Linked DNA regions of Mus musculus: regions 2 and 3 are each linked to region 1. Evidence: chromatin contacts called from public Hi-C data. All regions are on one chromosome and are shown on one strand. The core of a region is the stretch at or near the end of the contact, and the rest is flanking DNA. Distances in the headings are between cores, read along the strand shown. Region 1 holds the start of E2f3 (E2F transcription factor 3). Region 2 holds the start of BC005537 (cDNA sequence BC005537). Region 3 holds the start of Tdp2 (tyrosyl-DNA phosphodiesterase 2).

Region 1 (3,273 bases), core at 555-3,054:
GGAGAGGGAGGGTGGCGGTGCCGGGTGCGAGGGCGCCGGGACCGTCCCAGGCCTGGGAGCCGGCGAGCAGGAGGAAGTGGGTGCCCCCTCTCCCCCTCCAGCGCCCCCTCCCGCCGCCGCCTCCTCCCCAGTCACAGGCGCGTCCTCCGCGCACGTGTGCGAAACGTCACCGGCGGGTCCCGGAGAGAAGGGACAGATCCTGGCGGCGGGACGGGAACCCGGCTGCCCCCGCCCTCCGTCGCCGGGGGGGCGGGGAGGGGGACAGGGCGGGGAAGGAAGGGGCAAGGGGAGAGGCGGGTCAAGGGCAGGCCCGGGGCCCGGAGAGCAAGGCCCCAGCGCTCCGGCCACGCGGGCGCCGCCGCTGCCACCGCGGAGATGCGCCCAGGCCGGAGCACCCGCCCGCCGGCCCCTTGTCGCAGACAGCGCGAGCCCTGGCCCACCGGGGCTCTCAGCTCCACCTCCCCCACCGCGATACCCGTCCACCTCCCAGATCCCCTTTGTTGCCTGGAGCTAGGTCCCCAAAGGTGCCAGGCACTGGCGCCCCTGCGCTCGGAGCACGCCTGCGGGACCCCCAGTCGCCCAGGGGCAGCAGAGACAGGAGAGGAGGCTTGCACGCCTCGGGTCCCCCAGTTTACATCCTCTGGGGTCCCCCACTCTCCAGTGCACTACTCCCTCCCCCACCCCCTTCTCCATCCGGGGCGTGACCCCTTCCTACGCCCGAGAAAGAGGAAGCTTCGAGTTGCAAGGGAGGGGAGAGTGGGGGTAGGGAAAAGTGCAGGAAAAGAAGTGGAGGGGGGGGGGGCGCGAAAAGTTTTGGAGTGTTGGATGTGGTTCTCAAAGAGGGACTCCCCACTGCCCCGCGTGCCTGCCCAGGCCCCCACGTCCTCCCAACGTCCGCAGGAAAGCACCCCGAGTCTAACAATAAGCACACGCTGGAAGGGACAGCAACGAGGCCCACGATGCTCAGCCTCGCGCTCCCGCCGCCACCGCTCCCGGGAGCCCGCCTCCCACCTGGGCTAGGGACGCTGAGGAGGGTATTACCGGTGGGCCACCGCCGCCGCCGCGTCCTGGTGCTGGTGGCTGCTGCAGCAGCCCGACTCTGCTGGAGGGTCCTTGTGGCGTGGTGTAGAGGCTGCTGGCGGCCGGCTCCGTGCCGGGGACACTGGGGAGAAGGGGGCCGGCGGTCAGGGCGCCACTTTGGAGGGAGGTGGCACAGGACGTGGTGGAAGGGTTCGTAGTGAGGATCTGGATGTACGTGCCCGGGGCGGCGGCGGCGGCGAAGCCGGGGCTGGCTAGCAGTGCCCTTTTGTCCATGGAGGCTGCAGCGGCGGCGGCGACGACAGCCGCCCCCTCCCCACCCCCGGCGGTCACCAGGTACTGCTCCAGGGCGGGCTGGATCCCCTTTCTCATCTCTCGCTCCTGCTCTTTTTTAGTGTTACGATATATTAACGTATTGCTTTCAATTTCTTTTATTATTTGCAGCCGGAGTTTCCAAGTCTCTCCTTCTCGCCTCCCCTCCCGGCGCTTCCGAACCCTCTCTCTCTCTTTTCTTTTTATTTTTCCGCACCGCACAGGCCCCGGGGGCCAAAAATAATCGGGGGTCTGGAGAGAGGAGGGTCCCGGCCGCACGGATATCAGGCCCCGAGGAGGGATGGAGGCGTCGGGGGCAGCCGATGCAACGGATTGCGAGGCGGTGGCGGCAGCCCGGGTGCTGCGGCCGGCAGCTGAAAAATGGCTCCAGGAAGCTGCTGCTGACAATGAATGAAGGGATACGGTTTACGCGCCAAGGTCCTCCCGCGAAACTCAGATTTCCCGCCGGCTTTTCAAACCATATTTGCATATCTCCGCCCCTCAACCCGCCGAGGACTGTTCCCACAGTCCATTGGATCCCTGTCGCCTTACTTCGGTACCAATCCTGGAGCGAGGTCGCCACTGGCTGTTTTCCATTGGCTGCCATACACCATGGTTACCGGGGTGACCCGGGCTCTATTTGCATAGAGCAACCTGACTGGCTGGAAGCAGAGCAGGCTTCTTAGGAGGTGGGGCAAAGTCCTACTCTCCCACGGAAAGCCACGCCCATTCCAGGCCCCTCCCTCGCTCCTACCCGCGGGGCTGGCTCTGATGACCTGGGCAGGGACTCTGCCTCGCAGACTCAGTGTGGATCTAGTCTTGAGCGCAAGTTTCGGTTTTGGAAATTGTCAAGGTGACACCCTCAGGGACTTTGTTTCCTGTAACCAAGCAGTGTAGTAAATGAAGAACTGGTAGAAATTCCCCTAAATATGTGTCAAAGGCAAGTTGGACCCGGCCTGGCAGGTGGAAAACTGAGCCCTTTAAATCCTGGGTTTCTTCCTTCCTGAAATCCAACCAATGACGTGAGAGCGGATCCGGAGGCCAAGGCTGATAGACAGAAGCATGTGGGCAGACAGAACCGTGGGGGTAGAAGGTTCAGCTGACGCGACTGCAGGCACACTTTAGTTCATATTCCAGATCATTCCTGGCAGCTTCATGATTAGCCCGATTTCGATTTAAGTAAAAATTAACTCTTTGTTCAGTGAACTCTGACTACAAGTATAGGTTTGAGTCTAACAAGCACCCTCTCTGGCCCAGAAACACCCAGGGGAGTTAATCAGGGCTAACCTAGAACTGATCCGCGGGTTTTTAATCCGCCATGCAGTAATCCAAAGTAGTACAGGCTTTTATGGTGACGTGGGACTTCCAGTGAAAGCTGCCTGCACTCAGCTCTTTACAGCCTCATACGCCAGGAAATTCTTAAGCAAACAGCAAACACTACAACGCAAACCTAACCCGATATGTTTTAAAAGAGGAGAAAAATGTATGCATATATATGTATATATGGAAATCAGAAAATGTCAAGGAAAATGAAATCGTCGAACTGGTTTCTATATTAAAGTAAATACTCACGGATCTTTAAAATGAGCATTGTGGGGCTGGAGAAATGGATCAGTTACTTACATAAGTGAGGGGACCTATATTTGATCCCCAATACTCACATTTAAAAAGCTAGGCATGACCGCGTGTATCACTAATCCCAGAACTGGGAGAATGAGACCTGAAAACTCATTGGGGCTTGATGGTCAGCCAGTGAAGCCAGTTGGGAAATTCGAGACTCACTGAGCTATCCTATTCTGAAAACTCAGGTAGAGAGCTACTGAGGGAGACATCTGAGGTTGACCTCTCTGGCCTCCACAGGCACGTGCATATGCACAAGCGTGTGCACTCTCACGTACACACACACTTGTATACGCACAATGA
Region 2 (3,273 bases), core at 464-2,963, 5.2 Mb before region 1:
TCGTTTTTATCACACCAGAGTCTCACAAACCGAATGAGCGCTCTTTGGGGTCAAGGACGGCGTGATTCAGCAGTAAACGTTCCAGTGTCCCATTTACCGTTGAGGATAGAGAGTCAGGAGAAGATGGGACGTAGGTCTGAGGTTCTCGGGGATCCCTGTTCACTGTGGTGGAGGAATCACACGTAGAGTTCGGCTGCCTCTTCCGATCCTAGCAACAACGCATACAAGGGCTTCTGTCGCTTAAAGCCCGAGGTCCGTTCGCCTTGGTGGTGCAGGAAGAGGGGTGAGGATAGAGGCGCATGGACTGAGGCTATACTCGTTGGGGTGCAAGCAAGCTTCATTCCGCTAACTCGAAATGATTTCTCCGTTGTTGCCAACTGGCCGACTTCTAGGGAATAATAAAATGACCCTAACCACCCTTCAGTCTTCCGGGTTTCTTCCTCACTCTGGCCCTTCCAACACCCATTTTTCCGCCCACTTCCCCGGCTTTGGCTTTTGAGCATCTCTGGAGCAGTGATTCTCAACCTCCCCATTGCTAAGATCCTTCAGTACTGTTCCTCATATTGTGCTGACTCCCAACCGTAAATTTCTGTTGCTACTTCTTAACTGTAATGTTGCTGCTGTTATGAATGTTAATGTTTTCCGATGGTCTTAGGCAACCTCTATAAAAGGATCATTGGATTCTCCCGTATGGGGTGCGACCCACAGGTTGAGAACCGCTGCTTTAACAGGACCCCCACCCTACCCCACCCCCTAAGTCCAACTACCGCTCCCCAGCATAGCCCAGGGTGGAGCTACTCTCTCCGCTTCGTCATGGAGGGCGTAGGGGGCGTGCTCTTATGACGTAAAAGGACGGGGCGGGGGAGACCTGGACAGCCTGACGGAGGGACAGAGGGGCGGAGGGAGTGGCGGGAGACCCTTGCCACGCCTTAGGACTTTCCATATTGATAAATAGGGGAAATGTGTGTTCTCAAACACCCCTAGGAAAAGAAGTATCTTACTGAAAGCCTAATTTCAAAGCTACTCACTATTTATACCGACTTTTATATGTCACACATTACTAGCTTTTCGGTTTTTCTGTCTCCATAACTGTGAAAACCTTCACGCTTCTTTTCCCGCCTCCCCCTTCAGTTTTTGCCACAGATGGTAGCGTCCGGGGCGCGCGCAGGCGTAGAGCGCTCGGGGCGGTGCCGCGGAGGGGCGGGTGACGCAGCAGCCGTCGCTGCCATTTTAAGTTGTTTGTTCTTGTTTCTTTTCCTCAAACGCGACTCAGCCCCGGACCCGGGAGGTTCCAGCGGCAGCCGCTGCTTCTGAAGCCACTCCGGTGCGGGGGGTGGGGGAACCGAGGCTGTGGCCCCGCGGACGCTCGACCTCCTCCTCCGTTGCGGCTCTCTCCCCCCATCCGTCGGGGCTCTCTCTTGGACTATCTTCCTGAACCGGACTGTTGGGCGAAGCAGGCCTCGGGAGCCGACGCTCGAACCGAGACAACTTTGCCGGGCTCACTCCGCGGACAGGCCGTAGCGCAGGGCTCCCCTCCTTCCCTCTTCCCTCCCGCGCGCTTTCCTCTTCCTCGCCGTCTCCCCCCTCCCCCTACCAACCCCGCGCCGCGTCCTTCCCTCCGTCGCCGCCCGGGGCGCCGAGCCCGACTATGGGGCCCAGGTGGGGGCTGAGTGGCGGCAGCAGCGCGCGTGGCCCGGCCACAGAGCGCAGCGCAGCGGGCATGGAGGGGCTCCGTCGGCCCGTCGTGTTCTCTTGACATGGCTCCCGCCCGCGCCACGAGCAGCGCCCCCGCCGCCGCCGCCGCCTCCTCCTCCGCAGCCGCCGCTCCGCCCGCAGGCTGCGGCTAGACGGCCCACCGACGGTCGGCCTGCGAGTCCCGCTCTCCTCTCCGCGGGGACCCCGCCCTGCCGCCTAGATCCCGGCCTCTCTGTCCCCTTGGGAAACCACCCAGCCGCCCCCACTCGGGAAACATGGGCTGTTGAACGGGAAAAGCGAATCTAGAACCCGGGAACTTCATTCCTTGCTTTTTTTTGGGGTGGGAGGGTGGGCTTCCTTTTAAGAAGTAATTATTATTAACACGATTATTCTCTTCTTTTCCCCTCCTCCCAACTGATCCTTCCTACTTAACTCTCTTCCCGCCTCCTCTACCCGGGCGGGAATTGTTTCCACATTGAAATGAGTGAGAACCCGAGTGATCCAGTGTCTCCCGTGGTGCGAGTGAGTCGCTGCCGCTGAAGGCCAGGGGTTGTGGGTGGGACCTGGGGGTCGAAGGCAGGTGATCCCCGGGCCCGGCCTGGGACGTGGGAGAACCCGCCACCTTAGCCTCAGCCATGCTCACACGAAGATAATCGAACTCCCTACCATCCCGAACTTGAACGGGGTCAAATTTATACGGAGGGCTCCCCGGGGAATGTAGAACCCACCGCAGGGCTAAGGGTGCTTGGATCCCGGGCATTAATCAGGGCTAATCACAGAGCCGGAATAACTATTAATACCGTTTAATAGACCCCCCTTTCCCTCTGCCATCATGGTTCTCCTTGGCAGCAGCGTTCGCAGCCGCCTGAGGGTGAAAACGTGGGTGATGGGGAAGTTGGTAATGACTCCGCTGTTTTTTCTCATGACTCCTTTGGGCAACAGCTGTCCACCCCCGGTATACACTGTAGTTGATTGCAGGGAAACCCTGTACCTCTCCCCTTCTTTCTCTGCTGATTTTGCACTTTTCTCTTTGCTCACCACCAAGTGTAATCAATAGCAAAGCACTGACAGTTCATAGCAGTAGTGAAATCTGAAATAACTAAGAATTAATCAGGTACTACAGCCATGGATCTGGCTGGGTAAAATCCAACTGGGGATTTCAGTTTCATTCACCTACCCTGTTTTGGTGGTTTTCAGTTTTTGGGTTTTTTGTTTTGGGGGGGGTATTTTTTTTTTCCCTGTATTTGGGAAGCAACATCACAATTTTCCCTCCCTTTTCTCAATTTCTTAATCCCTTTTCTGAAAAGGGACTATGCGAATGGGTTTCAAGGATTGGACCGGTGTCAGCTGTGTTTTACTGCGCACCTAAATCCTGATGATCGGTTTTTCATTTTCCCCTCAATGGCTTTTATTTTGGCAGTTTAGCCACATGTGTTTTCCAGAAAGTTAGTTCCAAGTTTTTTTCTCCTCTTTCTTTCCTTCCCCTTCACCTTCCCCATCTAACCCCCAAACATTATTGTCCAAACATGACTGGACAGCAACTTTTGTTTCTTGACCCTGTGGTATGACAGTCTGCTA
Region 3 (3,273 bases), core at 410-2,909, 5.2 Mb before region 1:
ATTCATCCCAATACTCAAGTAGCAGAGGCTGATCAATCTCTGTGAGATCCAGGATGACCTGGTCTACATGTCAAGTTCTGGATAGAACTTAAATAAATAATAGAAAATAAATAAATAAATAAAACCAAATAAATACGTTACAAAATATTCTAATACCCAGGAGGGTGAGGAAAGCTTACGGAGAAGTGGCTATGGAACCCTGTCAACGACAGGTGCCCACCTGCAACCCTGTCAATGACGGGCTCCCACCTGCAAGCTTGGATTAACTACATCCCAGTCCTCATAAAGTTGTTTTTGGTTGTTTTTAAAGAATTAAAATTTCCTCTTAAATCATTAAAATTCTTTTTAGGTAATATTATCTTTCTAAAAGTCACTGTCAAATGCTGTCCTTAGTTTTGAAATATTTCCTATTGGAAAACATTAAATATATTTACCTAAGGGTTATTTCCTATTTTTTTGACACTTTATGAACATAGTTAAAAAATTCTAAGAGGGGGCGTGTTCAGGAAAAAGATTTCAAATGCCTGTTGTTGACCAAAATTTATATTTCATGCCCAAATTCTTTTTAAATTTCCAAGTATTTTTTCTTAATCAGAAAAATAGACATGCGTGCATTAAAACATTTATTAAAAAGTCTGCAGCAAGTTCTAAGGTTAAGTGTCTTTCTACTCTGACAATACCACGCACTGGACTTCTGCTACGGATATTTATTAAGGATTGCTTCCTATAGAACACAATGTCTATAAAGTCTGGAAAACAGTAGTCTACGTTAGTTCATGTGGAATGGCAGGGTGCAGGCACTGGTCCTGGTTAACTCTGTAGACTCCCAGGCCAGCCTGGACTACAAGGGTTCTCAGCCAACAAACGTTACATAGTTACATAGACCTAGTTACAAAGACCTAGTCTCAAAAGCAAGAAATACAACACACGTACAGGTGGTTCTCGCATTCACTTCCGTACCTCAAACCTCCTTGACTCTTAAGAAACAATTCCTATATACTAGCCCTGCAGGCTCCAGCGTCCCTTAAATGGTACGCTGACATTTTTTCTCCACACACTCCAACAGTTTGCTGGTTAAAAAAAAAACAAAAAACAAAAAACCAAACATGCTTATTTACGTTTCGATGAGAATCCACGCCACGCACTTCCCCTGCGTTTGCGAGGCCACTAAGGTGTTTTACTAGGTTCGTCCCCTTCACCAGATACTTCGCCTACAATAAATATACCTTTTCCAAAACTCTATCAAAACCGGGAACTTTGAACATAACCTTCATTACTTCTCGTAGGTTCTGGGTCATGCTGCTCATCGTGGACGCAAAGCAAGAGTCTGGGCTCTGCGAGAATGAACTCTGGAAGAGACGTTTGTGAGAGGACAAGGGTGTGGAAGGTCAAGTCTGCAAGCCCGGCCGCTGTCGCGTCGTGCTCGGGAGAAAGGATCGCGCGCCCCGGTCGCCCTGGTCCTAGATGATCACGGGTTACCTTCACTCTTTAGCGCCCCAGCGCGCACGCGCAACCTTCAGGCCTCCTCGGCCCCTCCTTCCCCTCCCCTCCCCCTCCCCCTCCCCATCTGCGCCTCGCTGGCCGCGGACGGGGACCAGAGAGGGCGGTCTTCTTGCCGGAAGGTTGACGCGGACGCGCTTGCACGCTGCGCGCCTGCGCAGGTTCCGGCGTTCGCGATCAGTCGCGCGGGAAGCAGCGTGAAGAGCGGGTGTTTTGAGGGGACCCTGCGGCGATGGCGTCTGGCAGCAGTTCCGATGCGGCGGAGCCCGCAGGGCCGGCAGGGCGGGCGGCGTCGGCGCCCGAAGCAGCACAGGCGGAGGAGGACCGGGTGAAGAGGCGGCGGCTTCAGTGCCTGGGCTTTGCGTTGGTGGGGGGATGCGACCCCACGATGGTCCCCAGCGTCCTGCGGGAGAACGACTGGCAGACGCAGGTCAGTTCGCGTCTCTCGCTTCCGCCGCTCTCCCCCGGGAGGCGGGGCGCGCCCTGCAGCCTTGTGCCTTTGCTTTTCAGAAAGCCCTGAGCGCCTACTTCGAGCTGCCAGAGAACGACCAAGGGTGGCCGCGCCAGCCTCCCACGTCCTTCAAGTCCGAGGCCTAGTAAGCGACGGGGGTCGCGGGCTGCTCGCCGAGGGCGGGGAGGGACCGCCTGCTGGGCTTGGGCGTCCGAGGACCGGGACCTGGAAAAGGGCGGCCGGCGCCCCAGAGCTGGAAATCTCAGGGAATGCTTCCGAGGATGCAGGGTCACTTCCCAGCGGGACTTGTCTTTGTTGTTTTGGGACGAGTCTCACTGTGTAGCGCTTGGCTGGCCTGGAACTCGTCGTTATTTGAACCAAGCTGGCCTCGAACTCAGATCAGCTTGCTTCTGCCCTCTCAGTGCTGGCACGTTGAAGGCACATACTAGAACTGGCTTCCAACGTGATTTATTTTATTTTATTTTATCTTATTTCTTAAACCTGAAGATTATTTTATGTATTTTGAGGCAGAACCTCACCCTTTATCCCTGGCTGGCCTGAGCTTGGTGTGTAGACTAGGTTGGCCTCAAACACAGATCTACCTGCCTCAGAATCGAATGGGCTGGATTTAGAGTGCCCACCACCACACTGGGATGGAATTTTTGTTTAATGTTACCGTTATTTGTTCTTTTTCGAGACAGAGGCTTGCAATAATCCTGACCTCCAGCTCTCTTCCAGCCTCCCTTTTGCTAGCATTGCATCTGATTCCAGCACTCCCTACCCGAACTTTTTATTTGAGCCATATATGTCCAGGCTGACTTGGAACTCCTTTGTGGTCAAGGCTTGCCTTCCATTGGCCCAGTACTGGGATTAAAGGTTTGTGAAACCCTGGCTACTGAAATACACTTACTGACCTGAAATATTGGTGATATGTAAACTGAAGATTAGAAAAAAAACAGAGGTAGAGATTTTCTCCTGAAGAATGGTAACCTGTAAGTCTCCTTGTTTCTGCATAGTTTATCTGCTCTCCTCTTGCCAAAGAACGATAGTTTTTCTTTTGAGACAGGTTTGTTTCAAGTTTGATTAGTTTGGCACAAGTTTGTGTGTAGTTCAGGCCGGCATTGAGCTCCTAGCAATCTTGCCTCAGCCTGTGGGAACTAAAAACCATACCAGCCAGGTTTAATATTTGTTTTTAGTGTATGCTGTTCCTGTTGTCTCAATGCCCTGCCTCCGATTTTCATTGTTGTTGTTCTACAGTTTGCAGAATAAAACTAAGGTGCCGTACTGGGCCTTGTACACGAATTGGCCACTGTTCTTTCCAG

Evidence for each region. Hi-C and Micro-C count contacts between places; a contact is called where the count stands out from the background.
Region 2: a contact with region 1 is called in a Hi-C map of B cells, with 5 read pairs. The contact joins the promoter of BC005537 here to the promoter of E2f3 in region 1. A contact is called at or near these places in 1 of 39 promoter capture datasets (cranial neural crest) and 1 of 484 Hi-C or Micro-C datasets (B cells).
Region 3: a Hi-C map of muscle stem cells shows a contact between it and region 1, with 7 times the contacts expected there. The contact joins the promoter of Tdp2 here to the promoter of E2f3 in region 1. A contact is called at or near these places in 1 of 39 promoter capture datasets (cranial neural crest) and 1 of 484 Hi-C or Micro-C datasets (muscle stem cells).

What each region holds. Positions count from the first base shown.
Region 1 is chr13:29,984,259-29,987,531 of GRCm38.p6, forward strand. It overlaps E2f3 (E2F transcription factor 3), which reads right to left and starts at 1,805. Exons shown (of 7, transcript NM_010093.3): 1 at 1,042-1,805. The coding sequence starts at 1,410.
Region 2 is chr13:24,799,944-24,803,216 of GRCm38.p6, forward strand. It overlaps BC005537 (cDNA sequence BC005537), which reads left to right and starts at 1,714. Exons shown (of 5, transcript NM_024473.3): 1 at 1,714-3,273.
Region 3 is chr13:24,830,000-24,833,272 of GRCm38.p6, forward strand. It overlaps Tdp2 (tyrosyl-DNA phosphodiesterase 2), which reads left to right and starts at 1,660. Exons shown (of 7, transcript NM_019551.2): 1 at 1,660-1,930; 2 at 2,011-2,096. The coding sequence starts at 1,733. Acot13 (acyl-CoA thioesterase 13) reads right to left here and starts at 1,490. Exons shown (of 3, transcript NM_025790.2): 1 at 1,227-1,490. The coding sequence starts at 1,307.